Regions from separate parts of the Oryctolagus cuniculus genome. Here region 1 is linked to region 2. The links are chromatin contacts, called in public Hi-C maps. All regions are on one chromosome and are shown on one strand. The core of a region is the stretch at or near the end of the contact, and the rest is flanking DNA. Distances in the headings are between cores, read along the strand shown.

Region 1 (3,903 bases), core at 989-3,488, 79 kb after region 2:
ATTAGAATTTAACCTCCACTCCAGCCCCAATGAGCAGAGAGAGCAAAGTCTGAGCCTTGCCTCCAAGGGGGAAAAGCAGCAGAGCAGCAGGATGCCCCCAGCCCTGACACGTGAACCACAGAGCCACAGTAGCTGGAAGCCCAGAGAAAGGAAAGAAGGATTGAGGGGTCTTCTTGCAGGAAGACTCCAGAGCCCAAGGAGATCCAGGATCGGGGGTGGGGGGCACCTTGGAGTAGACCCCAACTGGCAAGATGGTAAAGTAGAAAGTACAGCATGCTGGGGGCTAAGGAGAGAAGATGGTGGGAGAGGAGTGGGGGGGGGGGGTGAGCAGGCAGCCCCCATGGCCTCCTTGCAAGCCGGCTGGGCATGACAGAGCTGAGGGGGAAGATGTGGAAACACTCCCAGGCCCTGCTTCTAGAACCGCCCACCAGGGCTCCACTTGTGCACCTGTATAACGGAGACACGCCCCACTGAAAACCAGCGCTGAAGGGGGCTGGCATTTACCTAGCAGTGCTCACCCTCCAGTGCTCCCAGGCGCAGTGCAACGAACACGAAGCCTCACACCCAGCTTCCCCACGACCTGGTCATCAGCCCCGTCTTAGGGGGCAGCCGCGGCTCTCGAGGCCCAGTGTCTGGCTCTCAGCTAAGCAGCTGCTTGAGCGCCAGCCTGGGACGAGGCTTCCAGACCCAGGGTTTTCTCTGGGGCTTCCCCAGCCGCAGGAAATGGCAGGGCACCCGGGGAAGCACGCCGCGGGCCGAGGCGGCCAGCGGCAACCCCCTCCAGACAGAGCCCTGCAGGAAGGGCGCCTGGTACCGCAGGGCCCCGGATCCTGCACAGAGGGCGATTCAGAGGCGGCACCTGGAGCTCAGGGCCGCCCAGAGCTGGTGGGCGCTTCTGACAGCGAGAACAGGGGCCCATTATGTGCAGTGCAATCACATGGGCGCGCAAGCAGCTCGGTTTTCGGTTCTGAGAAGCGCCGGTGCAGCAGCATCTCTCTCCCTCCGCTCCCGGGCGGCCCGGAGCGCCAGGTCCCAGGCCTGGCCCGCGGCGGCGGCGCTCCGCTGGGCTGCCGGGAGGACCACATTCAAAGCTCGCCCAGCCCAGTGATCGGCCTGGGAACTGGGCGCTGCATGGTCGGCGGTTCCAGCGTAGCCGCAGGCCGCCCGCGGAGGAGAAAGCGGAGGAAAGGAGTCCACACCAGGAAAGGAGGCGGGCAGCCAGCGCCTCCGGCTCCTGGCTCCCTGCTCCCAGCCCCAGGCGGTCTGGGTAGCTCAGCCAGAGCGCTCCGGGTGACCTTGGTGGGGGACCCCCTGTTTGCGACCTCTCTGGGGCGGGCTGCGCGGTTTCTACACATCCTAGGCGCTCGGGGGCGCTCCTTCCAGACGAAGTCGATGAGCGGGACTCGCGAGGAGAGGAGCGCTCCCAGCGCGGGGTACCCAGCAGCCCGCGCACGGCGGCCCCAGGGAGAGGCCGGGCGCACCTATCTCGGGGAACTCCCCTGCGCCAGGGTCGCCCCGGGCTGGCGGTCACTGTCAGCAGGATCCCGCAGCGGGGCGGGTCTACAGGCAGGGGTACCTGCCCTGGGGACCCTTCTCGCCAGGCCAGGAGTGTGCCATGCGCTCTGCCTCTGCCTGAGGCGACCAAGCGCCGCCACGCGAGGGGGCGGCACCCCGGTGCCCAGAGACTGGGCGCGGGGGGCGGGGCGGGGTGATGCTCTGTGGCTCGGGCGGCGGGCACTGCGCCCCCCGGCAGACTGCGGCCCGAGTCCAGAACCGCCCAAGTACCACTGCTCCCCACCCCAAGATCGGGCCACAACATCCCCAGCCAACAACCTGCCAATACGCCCCCTGCCTCGGCCTTGTCACCGGAGCTCGAGACCCGGGAGAACGCCCCCACCCCATCAAGGCTCTCTCGCCCCGCGCTCTCGGTACCCGCCTTTCCAGCGCCCCCACTCCCTAGTTACCTTAAGCTCAACGACCCTTGGCCAAAGCGCCCCGCGCCTCCTCCCCCAGCCGGGTTAGAGGCTGGGATCAGCTCCCTCCCAGACCCTCGCCACCCGCGCTGTCACGCCGCAGAGCGCAAGAAGCGAGGCGGCGCCGCTGGGAACTCACCCGTTCTCCCGAGCCGTGCCCCCGGCGGCTCCCGGCCCTGGCTCTGCCCGTCGGTTCCTGAGCCGCAGCTGCTCGTGCGGCTACAGAGCCAGCTCTGCTCGGTCCGGAGCCTCCGCGCCGCCCCTCGGCTCCTCCCCCAAGGCGGGGCCTGGGCTCGCGGGAAGGGGGACGGGCACGCGCCACCCGGCTAGCCGGAGAGCCGGGGGAAGGGTCCCAGCGCCCTCGGGGTGGAGCGCTCTCCCTTAAGCAGCTGCAAACTGCAAAGGGTTGGGGCGCGGCCGGGCTTGGGAAGTTTTTCTTCCGCTCCCCCTCATCCCCACCCGCACCCGGCAGGGACTGAGAGGAGGCGACGACCACATGCTCGCCCCCATTTTACAGATGGGCTTCGTGAAGGCCAGAGAGGCCAGGAGTCCAACCCCGCGCCGCCTGGGTCCCAAGGCTTCCCCGCTCGTCCGGGGGCCGGGCCAGGCCTTGCCCAGGTGGCAGGTCCGTGGGGGCGGGAACCCTGGCTCCAGAGCATGCGGGCAGCGCTCTGTGCCGCAGATCCGCATCGTTTCCTCTTTCTGGGGAGAAGGGAGGTGAATCGAGGGCGGAAGGAAGTGGTCGCACCTCCGCGGGCCTCTGCCACTGTTAGAGAAATGGGCTGCCTCTAAGATTTCATGCTGAAAATACAGAGAACATTAACGCTGGCCTCTGTTGTCCCTGGGGCTGAAGACCCCTGCACCCCGGGCCTTTCTCTACAGGACAATGGGCTTCGCTGTCATTGAGTTGCTATTAAGAGTCACCGTCCCCTCCCTCCAGAAAGAGGAGAGAAAGTTAACAAACAAAAGAGAAAAACATCCCCAAACATTCTCTGGAATCCACACTGGCTGAACACTGACCCTAGAACAATAGGGTTCTCTTCTGCACAAAGGGCCTTGTTTCCTGAGCTTTCAGAGGCCCCCAGATTAGAGGCCTAGGAACCCAGGGCCCACCAGCTGGGGGGTGGGGTGAGGGGCGGGGTGCAGACAAGGTTGAGGAGTTTGGGGATGGTTCCCAGTTAATTGGATTCCCAGCAGCCTCGTTTAGAGAACTCACGGTGGTGTTGTGTGGAGGCTGGCGGTTTCCACCGGAGGTCACTGAGTCCCAGTTTGCTGAGGACACTCAATGACCTTCCATGGAGGAGCCAAAACCGGTGGGTTGGGTTTGTCCCAGGCCCCCAGACTCCACCCTTAAGCCTCTGAAAGTCCCCCCTCATTTGACTCCTAGTTCCCGCCCAGGTCATTAATAATCCAGTTGTGAACGACACTGTTTCAGCAGGTGCAGTTAGAGCAGAGCAGGTGGGGGAAGACTTAAAGTGATATTCAAAATCACCCAAGGGGACCATTGTTCCCTGCAGCAAGCTTCCATTGCTTTATGATGGAGAACTGTGGGCTGAGAGGGACTCCAACTCTCCAAGGTATAACTTGGAGCTGTAATCCTGAAATGAAGTTCTCAAGGCAGACGGGGCAATCTCCCAAACCCCCACGGTGTGCTTTTCCATTCACGTCTCTCACGGTGTCAGATACCAAAAGTTAAAATACTAGTGTGCCCAGAATAATCTGGATGATTCACACTTCCTGATTGCAAAGTTACTAAGCTCCATAACCAAGAGAGTATGGCAGGGGTGTAAGGATGGGCCATGCATTAAAGCAGAGTCCAGACCTAAACCCCTACATCTGCAGCCAATCAGTTGCAAAATCAGTTGATTTTCAGCAAGAGTGCCAAAACAATTAAGTGGGAAAAGACTGATCTTTTCAGCAAATGATGCTG
Region 2 (3,699 bases), core at 250-2,749:
AGTCTTATTTTTCAGATTATTTATTTATGAGGGATAGAGAGAGAGTACCCATCTGCTGGTTCACTCCCCAAAGGCCCACAAAGGCTGGGGCTGTGACAGGGTTGAAATCAGGATCCAGGAACTCAATCCAGGTGGGTAGCAGGAACCCAACTGAGCCATCGCTGCTGTCTCCCAGGGCTTCCATCAGCAGAGGCCGGAGTCAGGAGCCCGAGGCAAGAATCAAAGCCAGGTAACCTGACGTGGACATGGGCATCCAAACAGCATCTGAAACCACTAAGCCAAACCCTGCCCCAGGACCATCTTAAATGTAAATACGCTTCCCCTCACACCCTGCTTAAACCCCTCTCACGGCTGTACTTTGCTGTTAGAATCAGGGAGCTGTGGCCCAGGGGCCAAAGCTGGCAGGCAGTTTTATTGAACACAGCCACACTCATTCATTTGCATACCGCCTACGGCTGCTTTCACTGTACAACAGAGACTGCACGGCCTGCCCAGCCTAAAGGACTGACTCTGGGTCTTTTCTTTCCAGAAAAGGTCTGCAGACCCCTGGTCTTCAAAATACCATATGGCATGGTCCCACCTCTAACTCCAGGGGTCACTGTTCTCATCAAAACCTCTGTGAATGGGGGGGTGCCTTGGAATTGAGCAGTGTGCAGCCTGCCCCACCATACCCAGATGCCCAGATGGGCCAGTCTTCCTTCCTCTCTGGCCTCATCTCTTGCTTTCTGAGCATTCTGCACAATGACAGAAACTGGTGTGGGGCCTTCGGGGTTGGCTGGGGCTCAGGGAGCACAGACAAGAGGCGTAGTCTCCCCCCTCCAGCTGGAGGACCGCCACTGCTGGTAGCCCACACTCAGGTCTGCTCCTGGCCCACAAAGCCCCAACTCCTAGGCCTGGCCTTCAGTTGGACAGTGACCTGTGTGTTCTGTGCACTTGCTTAGCTGTGGCTTTAGGTGAGTTATTCCTTCTCTCTGTGCCTCTGTGTCATCTGTACAAAGGGGGCCACAGCACCTCCCCGGGGAGGCTGCTGGCAGACTAAGCATGGCAGTGCCTGAGAGCTACTATTATCATTGATTTTAAAAATTAAAATTAAAAACAATCACTGAGCTCCTGTCTGGGTCGCAACCTGTGCTGGGTTCTAGGGATGCAGCCATTGACATCTTGCATCTCTCACGAGCTCTAGAGCTGGTCGTACAAGACAGAGTCTCTCTCCTGGGAGCTCCGGGCACCTGCTGGTGCAGGATCACTGCCAGGCCCCAGTCGGCGGCCCACCAACCCCTTACCTAGGCAGGAGGCTCCTGGGAGAGCAGAACAGTGGCTCAGCCCCTCCTCCCTCGTGTAGCCTGCGCCTGGCGCCAGTCCTTCCCCTCCGCCCACACCTCCCTGGCAATCTGGCTGGAATCTGGGCCAAGCAGGGCCATCTGCTCCCCTCTGTCTCCAGCTGTAGCAAGTGAGGCTGCACCAGTCATCTCGGCAGGAAGCTGGTGGCGGCTGCCTGCGCGAGGAGAGTTGCTGCTGACAAGCTTGTGTTTTCTTTGGCATCTCCACCGCCTCGGCCCACGGAGCAGGCCTCAGGCTGGCTGGTGACATGGACCACAGGTGCGGTTCCTGCTCTTGCCCTGGGGGCACGGGGACAGGGATACAGAGGTGTTTGGCCACTGCAGGTGGGCCCTGGGCCATCTGTGTCTTCCTGGGGTTGCCCTGAGGCTGAGCTACAGTCACCTGACCATGTGACTAGCACAGTCCCATCCATGTGGTGCCCACTTAACCCAGTCCTCCCTTCTCACCCGCCCGTCTGAGGCCTCACCCTCCCATTGCCTCATGATCCTGTCCTGCCTTCCCCAGCCCCACTGCACCCTGCATGACCCCACCCTCCCTTGAATTGCTCACTAATTCAATCCTGTTGGTTTCTTTCTTAAAGCAAAACAAAACAACTGAGCTCCCAGTCTCCCAGTTTGCCTGGCATCCTCTTTCTTGCTACCTGGAACCTGCAAATTCCTCTTTATCCTTCAGATTCCAAGCAAAACATCACCTCCTCTGGGAGGCCTCCCTAACCCCAGGGAGTTTCCCAAGTCTCTCCCGCACCATCCTGCAGGCCTCCATCTGTACTCTGCAGTGGCACCATTTCAATGCCCACAGAGCTACTTGTTCCAGGGCCACCAGACTGTTTCTTGGTGTCACACTGCAGACCTGGGCACCACTAGGAGTGCGACTCTGGACTAAAGAGCAAAGAAATGAGTGTGCAAGTGCTCTTCCCGGAGCCCCTCTCAGCAATGCAGCTGGATTTAGAGGCCGATCGTGGGAGTCCCTCAGCCCCAACCCACACCCTCATCTCTCCAGGCTGGTCACAGGGCATCTGCCATCTCCCTAACACCCAAGATCCCAGTCCTCATCTTCTCTGTCTTGTGTTCTGGGTTATTCTGTCTATAACCTGGCACTAAGTGGGCATCAGCCATGTGTTTACATCCACCAAATTGGTTAGTCCTCCTAATCCAGTTATGAAGATACTGTTAACCAACTGACTGCTATTTTTGCCCCTAATTTCCAATGGGAAAACTGAGTCAGGTTTGAACACATGAAATGATCTGCCCAAGGCTGCATGGCTGGGAGTGACAGAGCTGCAATTTTAACCTAGGCTGGCTCCAAAGACTGAACATTTAAGCCCTAAACTAAAACAGTGCCCAACAAGAACCTAGGGAAAGGACGGGGGCAGTAGAGAGATGTGTAGTACGGCTGCGGGTCTCCCGGCGAAGACAGCCACAGAGATGGCAAAAAGCAAAAAGGAAAGACAGGGCATTGTGGGTGAAGTTCAGTGTTCTAGAACATCATTCTCACAGCCTTTGCCCACACCCCCTGCTCTCATTTTCCAAGGAGGCCACTGAAGCAGTGTGGCAAATAACCGACAGCTCTGAGCCCGTGCACCAATGCTTCCTCGCTTTGTCCCCGTGCTGCAGCTCCACCCCAGACAGACCCCACCCCACCCCCACCCTTGAGCCAAGCACCCTGGTTTCCTGCCTCCAGCTGCCACCCCCGTCTCCCACCTTGCATGGAGGCTGTACCACCTCCATGGAAAATCCTGTCCAAGCTGACCCTATCTCCCCTCCTCAAGGTGCTGTCAAGGCTGCAGTGGGCCCAGCCTGTGTCTGCCCACACGAGAGGGGTCGATGCACTCAGAAAGCAGCCCTTCACTCTCCTCCCGAGTCAAAGGAGTCCTGGGTCTCCAGTGCCCTGCGCCCTGACACTCACCCCATGGCACAATCTCAGCCTTCCCACCTACCACGGCTCCTCCCCAGGCAGGAAGAGCCGGAAATAGCTGCTTCCAGGGAAGCCCGGTCACCAGGAGCTGGGGGTGGAGACCAGCTCAAGTGTAATGGTGGCTTGGGCAGTAGCTGGCACTGACTGCCCCTCTGCCAGGCAGTGCACCCCAGATCTCTGTCAGTGACTCAGCCGTGGTAGAGGGGTGGGCCAGAAAGACATGGACTTCCCTCAAAGTCCCAGGCCCAGGCCCCTGCCGCCCCAGGCAGCTGCACTCCACTCTAGAAGAGGAGGGGTCAGATGATAACAAGTCCTGGAGAGGATGTGGGGAAACTGAGACCCTCACACACGGCTGGTGGGAATATAAAATGGTGCAGCACCCCCGACCATGGTCAGGCATTTCCTCAAAGAGTTAAACATACAAGGGTACTTTGGAAAATTCAT

Evidence for each region. Hi-C and Micro-C count contacts between places; a contact is called where the count stands out from the background.
Region 1: a Hi-C map of an unstated tissue shows a contact between it and region 2, with 1.5 times the contacts expected there. The contact joins the promoter of PPP1R16B here to the enhancer-like site in region 2. A contact is called at or near these places in 2 of 6 Hi-C or Micro-C datasets (ear pinna and an unstated tissue).

Annotation. Positions count from the first base shown.
Region 1 is chr11:20,051,487-20,055,389 of mOryCun1.1, forward strand. It overlaps PPP1R16B (protein phosphatase 1 regulatory subunit 16B), which reads right to left and starts at 2,239. Exons shown (of 11, transcript XM_051846107.2): 1 at 2,113-2,239.
Region 2 is chr11:19,973,137-19,976,835 of mOryCun1.1, forward strand. All of the region lies in intron 2 of PPP1R16B (protein phosphatase 1 regulatory subunit 16B), which reads right to left. Among named protein-coding and RNA genes, the nearest start is that of FAM83D, 41 kb to the left of the region's middle. Within about 2 kb of position 1,500, at least 2 of the 8 cell types and tissues checked have an H3K27ac peak or open chromatin away from gene starts, as enhancers often do.